3 separate regions of the Mus musculus genome follow, and regions 1 and 2 are each linked to region 3. The links are chromatin contacts, called in public HiChIP or PLAC-seq and promoter capture Hi-C maps. All regions are on one chromosome and are shown on one strand. Each heading gives the region's core, a stretch centred on a gene start, on an enhancer-like site or on the middle of the called end of the contact. The rest is flanking DNA. Distances are from core to core; before and after follow the strand shown.

Region 1 (4,560 bases), core at 1,773-4,272, 920 kb before region 3:
CAGGGTTAGATTCACAGAGCAAGCTAGCCTAGTGCTTTGAGACTCAGAGCTTTATGGGTGGGAGTGCTTGCCACCCCACCTGATATGCAGGTTTACTTTGGTCTGGCCTGGGAATCTCCTGTTGGAAGGATTGGCAGCATTCCAGCGCTCACACATCAAACTGCTGGGGGATCTGGGTCAGCATCGACTCCTTGAAGTCATTCTGAAATATGACTGAGGTGGAGTACAGCGGCTCTGGCACGCTTAGGGCGTCCTCTCTCTTCAGCTTTATCACGATTGATGGCTTCTCTGGAATGCTAGACACTTGGAAGTCCCTTGAGTATCACCTTTGAATTCCGAGAGTTCTTACAAGGCCAACTTCGTTTCAAAGAGAGCAGTTTTTGCTTTTTATTCAGTGTGCAGTGAAAAAATTGTGCTGATTTGATGGCAGGTGGGGCACAGTCTGACAGGATGGAGGAGAGGGTGTCCTGGTGGCTCTGCTCTCTGCTGCTTCATATATGACTTCTGTCTTCTTTCCTTATATGTGTCTTTGTTTTCCCATTAATGTTCTTTATCCCGACCACTATGACTGCTTAATAGATTCGCAGAGTAATGGCAGCTGTTTCTGCGTGGGAGATTAGAGGATGAGCTTGTCACAGATGAATGTTAATTGGCAACATCGAGCAGGCCTGAGGAGACTTCCAGCTTCTCGGTCAGAATAGGACCTGACACAGAAGACTCGGACGATCCCAGCATGTCCCTAGCTGAATGCTTTGACTGGCCCTGAAGTGTGCACTGGACAGTACAGGTGGGGCTAGGTGGCTCCCGATCTGCTTAGGAGGTGTGGGAGTTCTTCCCTAGGCCCTGGTTTGAGCTACTCAGATTTTTTTTGTACATATTTTAAAAGGATCTGTGTTCTTCATATGACTTTGGTGACTCTGACATAGTCACCTTAAGTTTGTTGGCTTCTAAAGGCATGGCCTGGTTTTCTGAGGTTTTGTTTTGTTTTAATTTTGTGGAATGTCTGAGTGTTGTTTTATTAGAGTAACAATAACGCATGGAGATAAGGGTCCCCCTTTTTCCTTCTGTCTTCCTGGGGGTACCTTCCCCTTCCCTTGCCTCGGGCTCTTTAAGGTTTTACTTGCATGGCAGATTCAAGGGAATACTTTTTTCCTTCTTTTTGAAGCTCTGCTTATGAGCTAGAATCATAAAAATTCACAAATTGTGCCAAATTTTCTTTTGTTGATGACTGTGATTTAGCCTGTTATGTAACTGTAATGTATAATTTACACATCCTGAAGACCAGCCGTCCTTGTACTGAGCAACTATATTTAACCCTCACTTTCTTTGGGGGGAAGAGAACATTACCAATTATCTTTGAAACTGTATTGTGAGACCGTGCACACTGATCCACCCTCTGCTTCCATTTTTAATTTTTGGTACATCAAGTTGTACGTTCCGACTTATTCTGTGCTTTTCATACATCTGCACCCCAGAGGTGAGGGGCCTGGTGTCTGACGCCGGTGTTCCAGCCCTCTCTTGCCCTCCCTGTCCAAATCAGCAGTGAGATGAAATGTCTGCCACCCCAGGGTAGTGCAGGTCCAGAGAGGACGCAAGTACTGTCTTCCCATGCTTCCCCTATCGTTGTGAAGGAAAGTGAAGAAGGCGTTTCGGGAAACGTTTCTGGAAACGTTTCTAATGGTGCACAGTTCTGTGCTTAGCAGGGAAAGAGCAACTCTGCCCTTGTTTGCAACATGGCATTACTAGTTCCTCTGTGATGTGTAGACTTTCTGAAAGAAAATTGTTCATGTTAGTGTCCACATGTCTTGAACTTTAAAGTCTAGTCCAGGAATAAGTTCAAATCCCATAGTGGTGCCCTTTAAACAAATTTGTTAATTTCCTTCTCAGCATCCTGCTTCTTCCCCTGCTGCAGGCTCCGGGTGGTGCTGGGTGGTGCCTGGCAGCGAGGGGCCTTGACTGTTCCCCTTAGGAAGGGAAGGCTTGAATAAGAAAGAGTACCTTAAGGGTAGGTAGGAGGAGCTGCTGTAGAGCTATCTAATGGATGTAATAGTTCATATATAAAGTCTGAGGAATAGGAGTAATATTCTGCAGCTGAGTAACTGTAGATTAATCCATCTTCAACCAGTACTGGAAGCATCTGTAAATGGGGAAATTATCTTTTCCTTTTTTTTTCTTTTTGGCACAGCTGGACTAAATGTTTTTTCCCAAATACTTTAAAGTTAAATTACATCCACATACCAAAATCATAGGAAAGATGGAAATAAAGTGTAAAAGTGTTCTTTTCAGCTATGTTTACCATGGTGATGGTGGTCTGTTTGGGGGGATGCAGTGTGGCAGGGCACCCTGAGGTCACTATAGAAATTCTTCTTGTGTTAGAGGGGCCCGTAACAGCTTGTGGTGGTCCATTTTGGCTTGAGCTGGATGAAGTAACCCTTTTAAGGTGGGTGGTGCCGTCAGCCGGGGAAGCTTCTCCCCAGGCCCTCCCTTTGACCCTTTCAAAGCCCCTTTTAAGTCCTCCTCTGAAAGCACATCACCAGGCCTTCCTCTTCTGTCAGCAAAGGCCAGCCGGCTCTCTCCTCCCCTGCTCTGCCCTTTAATGAGTGCTTGCTTCTGTGGAGGGAGAGGGACTCCAGGACATGTAAGCATTTTAATAGGCCTGAGTGACATTCTACAGATATGTTTGGAAGACATGAAAGGGTGCAGGCTTTGCTCCTGTCTCATTCTCATCGAAATTAGAGATTCCATTCACATGCTGTGCCTACAAGGTGTTTAATTTTGGCAACATATTCTGTTTGAAGATTCTTGAGGAAATAAAAAAGTAAAAAATGCCAATTCACAATTCTGTTTATTGGAAGTGAATGAATACAGATGGAATTGGTACATTCTATAAAGACTAAACTAAAAGAGTAGAAGTAGCTTAGGAGTAGCCGCAGCATCAATGTGGCTGCAGACGTCGGCAGTTTACAGAGCACTTTGCTCACAGCCCATTGGCATTCAGCACAGCCTTCTGTGGCAGGAGCTGCTTTGGCCGAACTCCTCCGGCTTCTTTAGCTCTAAGATCTCTGAGCCTGAATCTCCACACTGGCTCTTTTAATTGGCATTCTTGCGACACCATGTTATTAGACGGGTTGACTAGTCAGAGCGTCTGCTATTGGTGGCAGCTGTTCTTCATGTTTAATCTTTCCTCCTCTGCACCTCTCATCGCTGTCACTTTCAGTCTGAAAACTGGAGCATATGTAGCCATCTTTATTTACTTTTGTTCTGTGCTAGCATTTGCCTTCCATTAAATGAGGTTGTCCTTTAGGAGACAGCTGGCGATTTGTTTCTAAAGTCAAGACTAGACTCATCTGTTGCATTCGGAACCTGGGCTATGTTAGGGAGGCTGCAAAAATAAAAATAACCATCGGTGTGAGCACTGTGCTGGAGCGGCAGACAACTGTCCCCACCAAAGAGCTGCCACTTCCGCTTGTAGTTGGTGGCTCTGATACTTTTCTCCTGGGAGTTTCCCAGCCAACAGTAGACAGTGCAAGCATCTGTGAAGGGGCTGCCTGGGCGCATGCCTGTGTGCCAATCTCCTCCTCTCCTCCAGAGGGGCCAGTCTTCAGGTTTACTCTTATGAGCAGCACTCCTAATTTGATTTTAATGTCAGCTCAAGGAAGTTTGCTTCTCTTCCTTTTGTATTGAAGTTATTGAAAGCATTGTGGTGATCTTTAACCAAGATGTGCTTTTGTGCTTTATTAAATGAACTTAAGGAAAAAAGTTTAAACACCAAGTCAGCCTAAGGGTTCTTTGAATTCTCATGATCAAGCATAGGTTAAGAGTTTTTTATATATATATATATAGTTTGTTTGTTTTTTGTTTTTTGTTTTTTTTTTTCGAGACAGGGTTTTTCTGTATAGCCCTGGCTGTCCTGGAACTCACTTTGTAGACCAGGCTGGCCTCGAACTCCGAAATCCGCCTGCCGCTGCCTCTCAAGTGCTGGGATTAAAGGCATGTGCCACCACTGCCTGGCAATTAATTAATTTTTTGAGAGCTTTTTTCACGCAGTGTATTCTGATGATGCTTTCCCCTCCCCAAGGCTTCCCAGATCCTCCCCACTGCCCAGCTCTGTGCCCTTTTTAACAAAACACATAAATAAAACCACAAATGTACAATCCCCACCCCCAAATCCCACAGAAATGGCAATATGCCACACAGACTCACACACACCACACAAAGCTTAAACAAAGTATTAGGAGGCAAAAAGCCTAGAAGAATGCCGTTGGGTTTGTCTGCATTGGCCACCTACTCCGGGGCACGGGCCTGCCCTTAAGTAGAGTTGATACCCAGTGAGACTCCACTGGAGAAAGGGAAATTTTCCTTTGCAAGCGGACATCAGTTGCAGGTAGCTTCTTGGTTAGGAGTGGGAGCCTTTGTCCACTCCACCTCTCAGTCTCCAGGGGCGTGGCATCTGACTTGAACCTGTGCAGGCCCTGTGCACGTTTCCACAGTCTGAGTTCTTATGAGCATCAGGCCTCTTGGATCCAGAGGACACTGTTTCCCTGGAGTCATCCATTATGT
Region 2 (3,959 bases), core at 350-2,849, 540 kb after region 3:
ACTCTCTGTATGTTCTTAACTGCTGAGCCCTCTACCCAGCCCCTATAGTCTTAGGGGGCTATTTGTATGCACACAGTGAAAGCACCAGGCCAACGCACACCAGTGCCTGAGAAGCACCAGGCCATTGCACATCAAGCCCCATTCTGGATCTGTGTTGGAAAAAGTACTCAGAGTCAGCTGATGAGCGTTGCCCTGTGGGGAAGAGGAAAGGGGGAAGTAGCAGCAGGCACCACTACCCCTGCTTGGGAATTTATTTTCAAATGAGAGACATGATGTAACCCACATCAGGACTTGAGAGGCTAAGGCAGGAGGATTTCGAGAGTTCAAGGTTTACCCTCAGCAACACGTTGTTTGTGTTACCCTGAGACCCTGAGCTACATAAGACTGTCTCAAAAAAATTTTAAGAGGCAAAAAAAAAAAAAAAAAAAAGTAAAAAAAGTATTAGCAAGATAATGAATTCAATAATTACAATGCAATTAAAAACAAAATCAGCCGGGCGGTGGTGGCGCACGCCTTTAATCCCAGCACTCGGGAGGCAGAGGCAGGCGGATTTCTGAGTTCGAGGCCAGCCTGGTCTACAAAGTGAGCTCCAGGACAGCCAGGGCTATACAGAGAAACCCTGTCTCGAAAAACCAAAAAAAAAAAAAAAAACCAAAAAAAAAAAACCAAACCAAAATCAAAGCGGGGGTGGTGGTGGTGGTGGTGGTGGTGGTGGCGGTGGCACACACCTGCTGTAATCCCAGCACTTGGGAGGCAGAGGCAGGTGGATTTCTGAGTTCGAGGCCAGCCTGGTCTACAAAGTGAGTTCCAGGACGGCCAGGGCTACACAGAGAAACCCTGCCTCGAAAAACAAAAAACAAAACAAAAAAACATAAAAGAAAAGGGAAAATCAGAACACTTACTAGGGGCGGCTTGGGAAGTGACTAACAGGAGGGAGCTCTCTTCTCGCTTGCTCCCAGAGGACTCCTTTCTAGGGAGCCATTCATCGTTTTTTCAGGACTTTAAAACTTTCTAATCGAGGGCACTGGGCTCAGTTCTCTGGAAATCAATGAGAGGCTTTAAGTTGTGCACAATGGAGAGGTGTTAGGTGTGAGAGATCACCTGATCCCAAACAAAGGCACGTTAATCCTTTACAATAACGAAAAATAGGAAGGGCCACGGGTTCCAACAGACTTATGGCCACAATGATCTGAAGTCAAGGAGGATGGGGTAAAACTCAGATTAAATTTCAGAGAACTAAAGACATCATCCAGCGAGTGCACGCCAAATGCTAAATCCCCGTCACGGTAGTTGATTGCATTGGTTTAGTTGATAGAGAGCCAATGTTAATTTCCGGGTGCAGAGCCCGGTGCCTTATGTAAGACCTTGAGGGAAGCTGGGTGGGTGTTGGCTTTTACGGAACTTCCAGGTTTTCGTTTTGTAACTTCTGGCGAGTCTATAATTATTTCAAAAGAAAAAGTAACATAACAAAGGCCAGCTAGTCCAGCCCATCACAAAGCCACCAGGGAGCCCGCCCCGCTCTGCACTCGTAGGGCCTCCTCGGCTAGGCGCAGTCGGGTGAGGGGTGAAATGTGGGCGGGGCGCCGCCGCGCACGCGCAGTCCCGCTGCCCGGCGAGCGCCGCTGGCGGGGGGCGCATGCGCAGTCTCAGCCGCGGCGGCCCCTCTCCACAGTCTGAGGGGGTACCGGGGGAGCCTTGGCCCCTCCGCGCCGCCGTCTTTTCCGGCAGTTGGGGTTCTTCCTTTTGTCCTGTCCTGTCGCGGATCGGCAGCTGCGCTCATTCGGAGTCCCCGGCGTGTCGCGGTCGCTCTGGAGCCGCCCGCACGTCGCGTCTGCGCCGTCTCTGTAGCCGTCGGCCCCGCGCCTCCCTCCCCCCTGGGTCTGGTGAGTGTCTCCCGGCCGTCGCCTCAGGCTTGCCGCCTCGTCCGGCCGTCCCACAGCTCCTGTGCACTCCAGGGCTCCTGTCAGCGTTCTCTCTGTGGTCCCCAGAGCCCCCTTGTCCGTCCCTCTCTTTCTACGCCTCTGTCCTCAACCGGGACAGGCAGCCGCTCCCTCCTTTCCTAGTCGCCAGCTTTGTGTGTCTGCTGCCACCGGCTCGTCCCCTCTGACCTCGGTCAGTACCACTCTGCACCTTAGGATGAGAGAACCAGAGGGTGTCTGCACTTCGAGAGCTCCCCCCACCCCGGGGTAGGTGTGGGACCTTGGAGGCTGTCCCCCTAGTCCGCGATCAGGGGGTACCGGGCTTCCCCTCACCTTAAGATCCCCGCCCGTGGACTGCAGACTGTTAAAATTCGAGAAAAGGGACCGAGCTGGAGGACAGGGAAAAGTGGCAGAAGAGTCGGAGGAAAAGTGTGTCAGAAAGCGCATAACGGCTGCTGCCAGCGGCGCCCTGCAAAGGACCCAGAGACATAGGGGAATCTTGCTCTTTTTCAAGATGAATAGGAAGGTCAGCGGCGTGAAGTAGCTTCACTGCTTCCTCTTCCTTCAGCTCACCTTGGCTGTGAAGTAGCCAGTACATACGGTTTCCCTAAACAAAAAAAACAAAACAAAACAAAACAAAAAAAAACAAACCACATCGCTGCAAGAATAGCTCCCTGCCCCACCCCACCCAAACATCAGATAGCAGCTTCCTCCTAACCCGATGGCTCTGTCCTCAGACTCTGGACAGCACACCAGTGTACACACACACCCACTTCAACATCAGGCATGTTCTCCACTCCCGGGAGTGGACTTCACAAATGGAGCATTTTGTCTGAGATGGGGTCTGAATGTGTACCTATGCCTGGCCTGGAATTTGCTTTGTAGACTAAGGTGGCCTAGAACTCACGGAGATCCTCCTGTCTCTGCCTCCTAAAGGAATATGCCTCCACAGACCAGCCCACTTGTGACTTGTGACTTTACTTTTCTTTCTTCCTTCCTTTCTTCCTTCCTTCCTTCCTTCCTTCCTTTCTTCCTTTTTTTTTTTTTAAAGATTTCTTTATTTATTTTATGTATATGAGTACACTGTAGCAGTACAGATGGTTGTGAGCCTTCATGTGGTTGCTGGGAATTGAATTTAGGACCTCTGCTCGCTCTGGTTGGCCCTTTTTTTTTCCTTAATGTATTTTTTTTTTTTTTCTTTTTTTCCGGAGCTGAGAACCGAACCCAGGGCCTTGGGCTTGCTAGGCAAGCACTTTACCACTGAGCTAAATCCCCAACCCCTCCTTAATGTATTTTTGTGACAGGGTTTCTTTGTGTAGTGCTGGCTGTCCTGGAACTTGCTGTGTAGACCAGTCTGATCACTAACTAGGAGATCCACTTGCCTCTGCCTTCCTCTTGTGACCCTTTTTTTGGGTGTGTGTGTGTGTGTGTGTGTGTGTATGTGTGTCCGAGACAGGATTTCCCTGTGTAGCCCTGGCTGTCCTGGAACTCACTTTGTAGACCAGGCTGGCCTCGAACTCAGAAATCCACCTGCTTCTGCCTCCTGAGTGCTGAGATTAAAGGTGTGCGCCCCCACGCCCAGCTCATGTGACTCTTTAAGGAGTAGCCATGGCTTCATCTTGAATTGCCCAATGAAAGAGAATAGACCTTTGGTGACAAGGAAATAAAATGTTGGTGCAATGGTTTTTGTAGAGATGGAGGTACCATTGTAAAGTCATCCAGCCAGGCATAACTCTATAGTGAATAAAACAGTTGGCTCTTGTGTGAGCTCATTCTGAGGTCCCAGTCCCTAGTGCTGAGTTTTATGAAGCGTATATGCTTTGTTAAACTGAACTAAGACTTTTTTGTCCACCATCCTCTAACTCTGCAGAGCCAAAGGAGCCTGAAGTAAGTAGGATTCCAGTGGCTTATAAGACAGGGCAGGAAGCTTGAATTATGAAAAGCAGGAGGGAAAGCCCTGCCTCATAAGAAGCACTCGGTTGACCCAGTAAACCCGTAAATTGCTATTGAGCAATATTAATTGGATCTTTTGATTAGAGG
Region 3 (4,505 bases), core at 1,567-4,066:
GAACTTAGGCTACTCTAACAAGATCTCTACTTGCTGTCGCTAAAGTCACTCTGTCATGATCAAAGAAACTGAAAGTAACCGGTTACAACTTGGACTTTTCTCACCTTTCAAACTGCAAAGAAGAGAAAAGTAGCTCTCTACATCTCTGAGGACCCAGCACATGCTCGGCCATCTCCACACTCAAAAGAGTTCAGACATCAAAGTTCTGTTCTGGAACCAAAGCACCTTCTATGGGAACCAACACCAGCTTCTCCCCACAGCCCCAAGCTGTCTGGGACTCTCTGCCAAGAGTGTACAGGAGACAACACCGCCCTCACCAGGCAAGGTATGGGTCAGGGTTTATGGATCATGGCAACATTTTTATGCCTCTATAATAAAGGAGACAAATAACTAGCTCTGGGGAGCTGAGACACATCCTTTTAAATGTCTGCTTGCTCTAATAACAAGAGGACAATTAATAATGACTATTTATAGAGCAAGTACAGTGTACTAAATAAACACTGTCCTGGGTTCTTTACAAATAGGGCATTTTGGTTAGCCTTCGGGGAATTCTGAGGGAAGAGTTTTTAGTCCCCACTTCATAGGAAACTGAAGCTTAAATAGATTGTGAGTCCTACAGATCAGAGAATCTGAAGGACGATGTCAATGATGATGACGATGACAATGGTAATGATAATAATAATGATAAATGGTGGTGACCTGGACTCCAAGATTCTTGCCTCTGTGGCTCTATGTTTCAAAATGAAAAAGGAAGCCAGAGATTTGAAGAAACTGAAGAATCCTCCTAGCTAGCAAAAGCAATGCTTTTGGGCCATCAAAAAGGCTCAGCAGATAACGATGCTTGCGGCTAAGCCTGATGACCTGAGTTCAAGCCCTGAGATCCACGGGGTGGAAGCAGAGAACTGACTCCTGTAAATTGTCCTCTGACCTCTACGTGAGCACTGTGGCATACACACACACATACACACACACACACACACACACACACACACACTGATTAAGTAGATGAATAAATATAATTATTTAAAGTGGTACTTTTAAAAAGTTGACTTCCTGTAGGCCAGTAGAAGAAAAAGACAAAAGGCCATTAATACACCACATCTGGCAGTCCAAAGGCACAAAGACCATCCATCGCCCATTGTCCTCACCCCTGCTTCCTGACGTCACCATTTTCCCAATGATCGTTATCTTAGGATATCAAAATGAAATGACCCCTCCAGAGCAAACTCCCAGAGAAGAGCAGTCCACGCAGCTGGAGAGCTCACTCAAGCAGGAAGGAAAAGAAATCTGTGGCAGGAAGCGGAGCTTATCTAAAAACACAGTGTCACTGTTCAATGTGTGAACACCCTAGCCCCACAGCACTTCAACCCAAAGCTAGCTTTGCCTCCCCTGCTATTATATTAGCACACATTGCTAAAACCTGGTCCCTCAACTTTCTCCACGTGTGTAATGACAGCTCAGAAAAGTTACACAGCCAATGCTGACTCTCAGTTTCTCTTTCGCTTGAAGAAGGGGGCGAGGGCTGTGTGTAACTCAGTGGCAGAGTGTCTTCAACAGTGTGAAGAGAGAACGGAAGAGGGGGAGAAAGAGGAGAGGGAGGGGGAGGGGAAGAGAAGGAGGAGAGAGAATGGGAAAGAGGGGAGAGAGAGAGGGAAAGGAGGAAGGGAAGAGTGCGAGGTCACAGGTCAAAGGACTACACCTGAACAAAAAAAGACTTAACAGGAAAATCACTAAGGATAGAACTCATGAGGGCGGTGACCAGACACAAACTCTTAACACCAAGCAGCCTGTGGCTGGCAGAAATCTTAAATTCAGTAGTGAAACACATAGGGCTTTCATTTTTCAGGACATCACCCAAAACAAACGGAACCAGTAAACCAAAAGGCAGCCTGACTGAGAGACAATTGCTCAGTGTCAACATACACTAACAAGAGAAAGAAACACTAAGGGAATAAGTTGCTTGAAAGGTCTGCTCTCCAACAAAACAAGAATAAAAGAACTTAATGCATCCACACTGAAAAATCATCACTTCTCCGGGATGCCAGAAGGAATAACTTATTCTCCACCCTGCGGCCACCCTGTAATAATTTCTCAAAAGAAAGGACCAACTCAAGACAGAGTAAGGTCAGGCTTGAGAATTCCCCCTCCCCTGTCTTGCTCATACCCCTGCAGGCCTGGCCCAGGCTCTCCTATCAGAACCCCTTTGGGAGTCCAAGGGAAGACAGGAATGTGATGATGGGCTGGGAACCAAGGCCATGGGGCCACCAACCCTCATGCAAGCAGCCACCCATGCTGTTGGAGACCCCTAAGGAGTTCTGTAGAAAGTCGGAAGCGGTCTGCAGGTGGCCCTCCACGGCTACGCTGACAATGGCAACTCGCCCAACTCCACTGCCCCTCACACTGGTCCCCTGACACCTCCCAGCTGAGGTTCCCCGCCCCCAGACCCCAGTCTGCACCCCACACCCAAGCTGGCCAGGCTCCTCTGATTGACAGCTGCTCCAGCCTGGGCTACTCCGACACCAGCCCTCCGGCCTCGGGGGTACCCCAAGACGGAGGGATTCAGGGACCAGGATCTGGAAGGCTTTGGGTCCAATCCCCACTCCCCTCAGCGTCCTGGGCTCACCTCCCCGGTAGCTTGGCGCTCCTCTTCCAGAACTGCTTGCTGTTCTCGGCGGCCATCTCTCCGGCCCGGGGGAAGGCCTGGTCGGTGGGTCACGGGGGGGCCCCGCGACAGGCCCCCGGGACCCCGCAATCTGAGGGCCAGCCCAGGCCGCTTCCCCGCCGCCGGTCACCCGCTCCCAGCTCCTGGGGGCGCCATCTTGGATGTGGGCACTCCCCCCGCCCAACACCGTTGCCATTGGTGGGCTGAGCAGGCCGGTGGGCGGATGGACCAATGAGGATCCCGGATCCTGCGGGCCGCTGAAGGCCCGCGGCAACGTCAGGGGCTGGGCACACAGGTGGGCCGGGGAGGCGGGGCTTAGATGGGCAGGAAGGCGGGGCTGAAAGTTCCTACTCCCCGGAGGCAGAGAACCAGGTACTGCGAGGAAGAAGTAGATGGGACTGTTGCCTTTGATGGGCTGAGGTTCTGGGGTTGTCTTGGTGGAGAGGGGTAAGGAGAAACCATAACATTTGTATACATTAGTCTTTAAAGGAAGGCCTCATGTAATAATGAACATTTTTTAATGTCCCTCACCTCAATGGCACCCAGGGTGGTTACCCCCCCACCCCCCCACCCCCGCCTTGTTCCCTTATGGTCCTAGTTTCGCAGAGGACAGTTCCGGCCATACCCCAGTGCGGGTAACTGTTGTATGAGTAGCAGTTGATTTATCAGACTCCCCCTTTCTTCCGCTAACTGAACTTCGTGATGTAATCCCTTCTTCGGGTCTGACTCTTTCTGGTTATGAGGATCCAGATACTGAGAAGTCATGCTTAGGAAATACTAATTTATCCTCCAAGTAGCATTTTCTCTAGGGACGTTGTTCATCCCCATGGCAACAATCAGGAAGATGAAGGATGTACCCCCAATATCCTCAACTCCTTTATTAACTGGCTATAAATCTTCCATCTATAGATTCATTTTTCAATCTAATTTTGACTCAAAATGAGATCTAATTTTAGCATGTTGTCTCCTTTGGGTGTCATGTTAATGACTACCTCTCTTTTTTGAGTGTGTTCTGGGACATTTGGGGGAAGATGGAGGGTACTTCCTTTTTCTACTCCGAAGAAATGTTTGTTCAGACAAGGAACTGTGGATATGTGCGAGCTACTGCTCAATCCATCTCTGTACTAACACCCTAGGGTTTCTAAATATTGAAAAATACATTACATTTATTCAGTGTGTGTGTGTGTGTGAGAGAGAGAGAGAGAGGAGAGAGAGAGAGAGAGAGAGAGAGAGAGAGAGAGAGAGAGAGGTCAAAGGAGAACTTCAGTTTTCTCTTCTCACCGAACTCAGGTCGTCAAGACTGGCTGTAAGCCCCTATACCCATTGAGCCATCTTGCTGGCCCAACATACTGGCAAATTCTCAAGGCTCCTTCTTTTCCCACCTAAAGAAACACCTTCTATATGTCCCTCAGTGATTTCTTTTTACATAGACATTACTCCCAGTTTTCAGGCTTCTTTTGCTTGCTAATGTTAAAAGACTAGGACTGTAGACCTGAACAGGTGGCCCAGGGGTTAAAAGCATGTGCTGCCCTTTCAGAGGACCTGAGTTCGGTTCCCAAGTACCCACAACAGGTGGCTCATAATGGCCTGAAATTCCAGATCCAAGGGATCAGACACCCTTTTTTGGCTTCTGTGGACATTGCATACATGTTGTTAACACACATACACACACACACCACATACACACACACACCACATACACACACACACCACATACACACACACACACACAAATAAAAGTAAACATGATAGGAGGCTGGGGAGATGGCTCAGAGGTTAAGAGCACTGACTGCTCTTCCAGAGGTCCTGAGTTCAAATCCCAGCAACCACATGGTAGCTCACA

The links. Promoter capture Hi-C pulls out the DNA fragments that hold promoters and counts their contacts. HiChIP or PLAC-seq counts read pairs in DNA pulled down with a chosen protein or histone mark.
Region 1: a contact with region 3 is called in an H3K4me3 HiChIP or PLAC-seq map of stem cell-derived neural progenitor cells, with 4 times the contacts expected there. The contact joins the enhancer-like site here to the promoter of Tbc1d22b in region 3. A contact is called at or near these places in 1 of 39 promoter capture datasets (embryonic stem cells), 4 of 115 datasets of contacts at active chromatin or transcription factors (bone marrow-derived macrophages, forebrain, large pre-B cells and 1 more) and 1 of 9 other capture datasets (embryonic stem cells).
Region 2: a promoter capture Hi-C map of pre-B cells shows a contact between it and region 3, with 4 times the contacts expected there. The contact joins the promoter of Stk38 here to the promoter of Tbc1d22b in region 3. A contact is called at or near these places in 1 of 39 promoter capture datasets (pre-B cells), 4 of 115 datasets of contacts at active chromatin or transcription factors (effector CD8 T cells, large pre-B cells, memory CD8 T cells and 1 more) and 1 of 9 other capture datasets (adipose tissue).

Annotation. Positions count from the first base shown.
Region 1 is chr17:30,466,598-30,471,157 of GRCm38.p6, reverse strand. All of the region lies in intron 6 of Btbd9 (BTB (POZ) domain containing 9), which reads left to right. Among named protein-coding and RNA genes, the nearest start is that of Btbd9, 110 kb to the left of the region's middle. Within about 2 kb of position 3,022, at least 61 of the 459 cell types and tissues checked have an H3K27ac peak or open chromatin away from gene starts, as enhancers often do. A contact at or near this core is called in forebrain and stem cell-derived neural progenitor cells, where this site is marked.
Region 2 is chr17:29,005,635-29,009,593 of GRCm38.p6, reverse strand. Stk38 (serine/threonine kinase 38) reads left to right here and starts at 1,599. Exons shown (of 14, transcript NM_134115.3): 1 at 1,599-1,883.
Region 3 is chr17:29,548,113-29,552,617 of GRCm38.p6, reverse strand. Tbc1d22b (TBC1 domain family, member 22B) reads right to left here and starts at 2,816. Exons shown (of 13, transcript NM_198647.1): 1 at 2,624-2,816. The coding sequence starts at 2,679. Tmem217 (transmembrane protein 217) reads left to right here and starts at 3,025. Exons shown (of 3, transcript NM_001162901.1): 1 at 3,025-3,109.